Regions from separate parts of the Mus musculus genome. Here region 1 is linked to region 2. Evidence: chromatin contacts called from public HiChIP or PLAC-seq data. All regions are on one chromosome and are shown on one strand. The core of a region is the stretch at or near the end of the contact, and the rest is flanking DNA. Distances in the headings are between cores, read along the strand shown.

What was found. HiChIP or PLAC-seq counts read pairs in DNA pulled down with a chosen protein or histone mark.
Region 1: an H3K27ac HiChIP or PLAC-seq map of embryonic fibroblasts shows a contact between it and region 2, with 22 read pairs. The contact joins two enhancer-like sites. A contact is called at or near these places in 3 of 39 promoter capture datasets (cranial neural crest, frontonasal cranial neural crest and maxillary cranial neural crest), 1 of 15 datasets of contacts at CTCF or cohesin (CD8 T cells), 12 of 484 Hi-C or Micro-C datasets (CD4 T cells, CD8 T cells, the MC38 cell line and 8 more) and 7 of 115 datasets of contacts at active chromatin or transcription factors (CD8 T cells, a colorectal cancer cell line, double positive thymocytes and 4 more).

Annotation. Positions count from the first base shown.
Region 1 is chr4:83,377,827-83,381,253 of GRCm38.p6, reverse strand. Gm11413 (predicted gene 11413) reads left to right here. Exons shown (of 3, transcript NR_045450.1): 3 at 1,775-2,937. Among named protein-coding and RNA genes, the nearest start is that of Gm11184, 3.5 kb to the left of the region's middle. Within about 2 kb of position 1,308, at least 35 of the 459 cell types and tissues checked have an H3K27ac peak or open chromatin away from gene starts, as enhancers often do. A contact at or near this core is called in the MC38 cell line, a colorectal cancer cell line, embryonic fibroblasts and 1 more, where this site is marked.
Region 2 is chr4:83,307,814-83,311,216 of GRCm38.p6, reverse strand. All of the region lies in intron 1 of Ttc39b (tetratricopeptide repeat domain 39B), which reads left to right. Among named protein-coding and RNA genes, the nearest start is that of Gm42306, 13 kb to the left of the region's middle. Within about 2 kb of position 2,081, at least 95 of the 459 cell types and tissues checked have an H3K27ac peak or open chromatin away from gene starts, as enhancers often do. A contact at or near this core is called in the MC38 cell line, a colorectal cancer cell line, embryonic fibroblasts and 1 more, where this site is marked.

The DNA of each region.
Region 1 (3,427 bases), core at 59-2,558, 71 kb before region 2:
CTCCTCCTGTCTTCTTGATACAGGTCTGGCCATCTAGCCTAGACTTCCTTTGAACCCTATATCCTTCTGCCTCAGTTTCTCAAGTAGTTGGATAACAGGGGTATTTGTTTCTTTTCTGCTGCTCTGATAGAACACCCCAAGAAATCAACTTAAGAAATAAAGGGTTTATTTTGACTTACAGTCCAGGACCTGAACAGTCATTCATTATAGGAAGGCATGTCTGTAAGAAGATGAGGTAGTCAGGAAGGAGAGCGAAGAGGGAGCAGGACCAGGTTATAAAAATATCAGCCCATCTTCCTATGATATACTTTCCCCAGCAAGGTCCTTCCTCACCCCCACCCCCACCCCAGACAGGGTTTTGCTATATAGCCTAGCTATCTGGGAACTCACTATGTAGACCATGCTGCCCTTGAACTCACAGAGATCTGCTTGCCTCTGCCTCCCTGGTACTGGGATCCTGTGCCACCACCACACAGCAAGACTCTATCTTCTAATATTTCTATAACCTATTGAACAGCACCCCTAGCTGGAGACCAAGTGTTCAAACACATAACCCTATGGGAGACATTTCGTGTTTAAACCATGACCTTTAGCCTCCTAATGGTTTTTCCGGTCTTACTTTTCTTAGGTAATTGTGGTTGTTACCCCTGGCTACCATCATACTAGTTATACCACTTAGAGACCTGAGAACAAAAGCCGTTTCCTATGTCAGTGAAATCATTGGGTTTCCCAATCATGTAGGTAGGCAAATCAGATATTTGTAGCTTGGGTACAAGTTAGTCTCTGTAGAGTTTATGCATTGTTAATGCCTTGGCCCCAGTTCAAACCAAATGAATCACACTGGAGCCAGGCACCAGGATTTTGAAAGAGCTTCCCAGACGATTTTTTTATGTGGCCAAGATGGCAAAGTGGTGACTTATATCCTGTCAGCATCTTGCTACTATTTGGCTCAGGGATCAGTTTTTCTTAGTCGTTTGGATACAGAACATAATGGTGGGGCATATCTGGGGGCTTGCTCTCACCTGTGAAGTTCCAGGGTCTGTTTGTTGAATGGCTGCCCCTGGGATACGTGTATTTTCATGTCCTTTGCCCATTTAGAGAAAGGTGACTTTTTCACTAGTTTCATAATCATGCTCCTTCCATGTCCCTGATCGTCCAGCCAAACCAGTGGCTACAGCCATGAATAAGTATGTAACCATATATCTGGCCATTTTTCCTCTCACCGGGCAAAGTGTATGTCTCTGTGAAGTGCCTGGGCTCCTGCGCACTGTGCTGGTTTCTCTTCACCAGAGCCTTTGAGGGCCGTTCTGGGAAAGTGCTGTAACATAACTGCCCACGCCTGGATCATTCCTGCCTAGAGTGGAGAACCAGCAGTGAACCAGGCCCTAGCATGCTCTTCTTCTACCAATCATAGAGCATCTTCCACGAAGTTATAGATGCTTGCCTGTGTACAGAAAGCCTTGTAACATAAGTGAGGAGCATGGACATTTAGACAGGTTTATGTAAGTAGTTTGTATCCTTACGACCTGCTCTGGCCTGATCACATAATATGCTGCCTCCATTTTATAATGGACAGTTTCTGTGCTTTATGGCCTTCTGGGCCTTCTGATTCAAACACATGTCATTGCATTCCATGGGAAAACACTGTGCCTCCTGGGGTACATTGGTATGTCCTTCTGGAAACATTGTCTTGGGTAACTATGATGGATTTCTTTTTCCTCAATTAAATCATTTGAAGTGGGAACGATCCACTTTTAATCTGTTTCTTTTGAAGATGGGAAGATCGACCTTTAATCTGGGCCACACCTTCTGCTGGAAGCCTACATAAAGAAATGGAAAAAGGAAGATTGCTTTCACTTGGCTTGACTTTCCTCTCCATTGCTGACAAGCCCATTCCTCCAGTGGCATCAGAGATTATGTCTTGAAGATTTTAGCATAAACTGAAGATACTCAGCTGAGATATTCAGCCCTGTGGACTGAACAACATTCTGATACTAGATTCTTGGAATTTCTGTTGGCAGACAGTCATTGTTTGGATTAGCTAAACCACAGCCTGTAGGCTACTCTAACACATCCCCTTTCTATATCTAAATTTAGATGCATTCTACCAGTTCTGCTCCTTTAGAGCAGTGGTTCTCAACCTGTGGGTCCCAACCCCTTTGGGAGTCAAATGACCCTTTCACAGTGGTGGCATATTAGATATCCTGCTTCTCAGATTTTTATATTACAGGTCATAACAACAACAAAATCACAGCTATGAAGTAGCAAGAGAGGCCAGAGAAACATGTAGGTACCCATATGGAGAGCAGAGCAGGGCAGCACAACATGCAGAGAAACGAGGGACAAATGGTTAGGAAGCAGGTAAAGAGAAGTGACAGCTGAGGAATGGACCCTAGAATTTGTAATTAAATTCTGTGGGTGGCAGAAGCCCGCAGAAGCAAATGCTGTGTATATAACTTAAGAGAAGACACTACATGGAGTAGCAGAGAGATGCACCAGCCAGTGCAGAGAGAATGTCAAGTGGATGAGGCTACAAACCCCCAAAGCCTGGCTTCAGTAATTTACCTACTCCTTTAAGACTCTGTCTCCTAAAGATCCCATAGCCCCTCTAATCAGCGCCACCCACTGAGAACCAAGTGTTCAAATACACCAGCCTACGGGAACACTTCTCATCCAAACCACCACACGATCACCGTTTGTTTTCTTATTTATTTATTTATTTATTTATTTGAAACAGGGTCTTACTGTATAGCCCTAGCCCACCTGAAACTCATCATGTACACCACGCTGGCTTCAAACTCACAAAGATCCATCTGCCTCTGCCTCCCCAGTGACAGAATTAAAGGTGTGTACCATCATGCCTGGCCTGACAGGATTGTTTTGTATGTTTATTCTCCTTTGTTAGAGATTATTTGAGGCAGTTTCTAGTATGGCTACAATAAAAATGAAAATGTAGAAGGGTCAGGGAACCTTAAAATGCCACTGTGAGCATGGACCACGGAAATGAGGTAGAGCATGTGTTAATTCCAGAGACGGCAGGAGAGAGCCACTGACCCAAGCCGTCATGTCCGTATTAAGTAAAGCAAGCTTTTTATTCACGTACACAGGCTGCCTCCCCCTAAGGCAGGGTCCCAGTGGTCAGCCATGGATGTGTAGAAGACAAGACTTATATGGTATAGGGGTTTTCAAAATGGAGGAATTGGTGGGTAAAATAGTCAGGGTTACTGGAGCAGAGCAAATAACTGAGTCTTAAGGACCTCTTGAGACAAAGTCATGGTTGTAAGGTGGGCACAGGCATAACAAGGTAGTCACAGGTGGCCGTATAACCTTTTGAAACAAAGGTAGCATTGCAAGGTAGTTGTAAACACCATTCTGAAGTTATTTATAACTTTTTATATTTACATGCTATTCCTGAAGCAGGCAGTAC
Region 2 (3,403 bases), core at 832-3,331:
CAGCCCACTGGGGGCCGTGCCACTCCTGAGCAGGTGGTTCTGGGTTGTATATGAAAGCAGGCTGAGCAAGCCTCGAATGGTCTTGGCTTCAGTTCCTGCTTCGACGTCGCTCAGTGATGGGCCATTACCTCAAAGCTAACATAAAGCCGTTCCTTCTCTCTGGGTTAGTCAGTGTTTTATCAATGCCTTTGAGGTAAAGCATGGTCATCAAGCCAGGGAAGCCAGGGAAAGGCCTGCTAAGTCCTTTCCTAACTCACAGAGCTTGACTCCTGGGTAGGTACGGAGCAGTCACAGGACGCGCCCGACTGCTTTGGCACAGTGAAGCTGTTAGAGGCGCTGTGAATCCCCAGCCACTCCAGCCGATCTCATATCAGTCACACACATGGATTGCTTGCCATGAATTTTCAAGGTAGACTGAAGGAAAAGAGACTTTCCCATTTCTCCTGTCATTCTTCAGTCTGAGTATGAAGTCAGTCTGCACTGGGGTTGTATTGTACTAGGATGGACATTTAAGAATTGCTATTTCAGTTGATGGCTTTAGTTTCTTTTTTTTTTTTTTTTTTTTAAAAAACTTACTTATTTATGCTCTATCAGCATGTACACCTGCATGCCAGAGGAAGGCATCAGATCTTAGGATAGATGGATGGATGTGAGCCCTAGGTGCTTGCTGGGAATTGAACTCAGGGCCTCTGGAAGAGCAGACAGCACTCTTAACCTCTGAGCCAATGACTGTTGTAAAATCAAAATATTTAACTCTGAAAAATGCTGAAGCTGTTTAGTACCCTGCAGTATCAAATCTTCAGGCAACATTTAATTCTTTATAGAAAGATAAACAGATCCTCCTTACTCGTGTGAAAATTCGTTTTTTAAGTGTGTGAGTGTTCTGTCTGAATGTATGCCTGATGCCCTTAGAGTCCAGAAGAGCTTCCGATCCCTTGGAACTGGAGTTTTAGTTGGTTGTGAGCCACCGTGTGGGTGCTGGGTATTGAACCTGGGTCCTTTGCAAGAGGAACAACTCTTCTTAATGCTGAGCCACTCTCCAGGCCCCTCGTCTGTAACACATAGGAAAAGGAGAGGTATGCTAAAGAGTTGTCTTTAAACACATTTTAAAAAATTATTTATTATCAATTTTTTTTTTGTTTTTGTTTTTTTCAAGACAGGGTTTCTCTGTATAGCCCAGGCTGTCCTGGAACTTACTTTGTAGACCTAGCTGGCCTCGAACTCAGAAATCTGCCTGCCTCTGGGATTAAAGGTGTGCGCCACCACACCTGGCTATTTATTGTCAATTAATGTTTAATTTATATTCCTATTTTGCATACCTGTCCATTTGACGTTGCATAATCATTTCTTGGGCAAAAAGAGGTCAGAGAAAATTTAAGAAGTCTCCCATTTGAAAGCCCACAAGCCCAGTTGTCTGTATATCACATGACAGTAGGTTAGATGTGACTATTTTAAGGTTGTTTAAAGAACTCTTGTCCATGTATGTGCTGAAGACTACAAAGCCCTGGCTTTCAGGGGAGGTCACTGGAGACTGTCATCCATTTGTAATCTTCTGAAGCAAACAAAAGGCTTTGCAGATGGATTTAAAATAGCACTGCATCCCCAAAGGCCTGGCGTCGGACTTCATCCTCCCTTCCCACCTCAGTCACCCTTTCTCTGCCGTCAGCCACGGCTGTGGAGTCTAGCTCCATCTTGGTCTCCTTTGCTCTCACTGTGGCCTCCATGTAAGACCCTATACAACGGTCTTCCACGGCGCCACCCCCGGGAGAGCACCCTGTAGGTGTCCTTGCCTCTTCTTTGACCTCTGTGATCTGCTCGGGGTTCTGTGTCCCCACCGATCTTTCTCAGACACTGATTACATGTTTCTTCTCCTCAGTGTACAGACTTGCAGTGGCTGTCCATAGTAATTAGAAGAAAACCACTCTCCTTGTGACCAAATAGTTGAGCTTTTTGCCTCCCTCCAGCTGTGTCTTGCCTTCTCTGCCGATTTTGCCTCTCAGTGCCAAGTTATTCTCTACCATAGAGCTCTTGTGTATGTGTTTCCTGTCTGGCTGACTCACTGGTCACCAGTTCCTGAACTTCCCAAACTCACCACAGAGGTCAAATTTCCAAAGAGACTGTGCTGGCTAGTTTTACGTCAACATGGGCACAAAGCTAGAGTCATCAGAGAGGAGGGAGCCTCAGTTGAGGAAATGTCTTCATGAGATCCAGCTATAGGCAAGGCTGTAGGGCATTTTCGTAATTAGTGATTGAAGGCCCACTTCTTTGTGGGTGGTAACACCCCTGGGCTGGTGGCCCTGGGTTCTCTAAGAAAGCAAGCTGAGTAAGCCATGGGGAGCAAACCAGCAAGCAGCATCCTCCATGACCTCTGCATCAGCTCCTGCCTCTAGGTTCCTGGCCTGTTTGTGTTCCTGTCCTGATTTTCTTCAATGATTGACTATAATGTAGAAGTGTAAACCAAATAGACCATTTCCTCTCCAACTTTCCTTTTGGTTATGGTGTTTGATCACAGCAGTGATCACCCTAACTAAGACAGCTTAGCTTAGCTTGGCTCCTATCCGGGCCTTTACTGCAGAGCCTTTTTGCTTTCTCCTAGCTGTGGGTATTATCTGCACAATCTTGTTTGTTTATATCCTTTTTTGTTATCTGTCTTCTATCTAATTTTCATTGCAGGAAACAGCAGTTGCTGTAGGCAGTTTAAAGAGGAAATCAGGTCCTTGGAAGGACTATAGAGTGTTTGATCTAGGCTCCTGTTCATGTATGACCCCCGAGTCCTATCTAGAAATGACCCACTTAGGGAAGACCCTGGTGCTCTGGGCTCTTGTCAGTTCGCTCTCCATCGCTGTTACTTAAGGGAGGAAATGTTTGTTTTGGTTTCCTTCTGTGGTCAGCTGGCCCCATGCCAGACAGAACATTCCAGTGGGAAGGTGTACTGGAGCAACGCTGCTGCTCTAGTGGAGACCAGGAAGAGAGAAAGAGAGAAGACAGACAGGTTCCAATATCCCCTCCAAGGGCACGTTCCCTTCAAAGCTCTTACAGGCCCCGCCACAGCTCAGTAGTTAGTACGTAAGCACTAGCACACTGCCAGCGAGGACCAAAACTTCAACCCAGGAGCCTCCCTCTGGGTCTATTTAAGGTAAACCATGACTAGGGCTAAGCCTTCATGGCGCTCTGTGTTCTGAAGGAGCCTGTGTTTGTTTTGTTTTATTTTGTTTTCACTGTTTACTCTGGCTAGCCTAGACACTTAGGGTCCTCCTTCTCCTAGTCCCCACTGTATGCATGCACTGGTGAATCTGAGCAGGCGGAACCTAATCTACACCCAGGCATTTGGAGGAGTTGAGAGATTAGGTAATGGCTAAGTGGTGAAGTCAGCTTCAGACAGCAGCAAACCAAACACACTGCT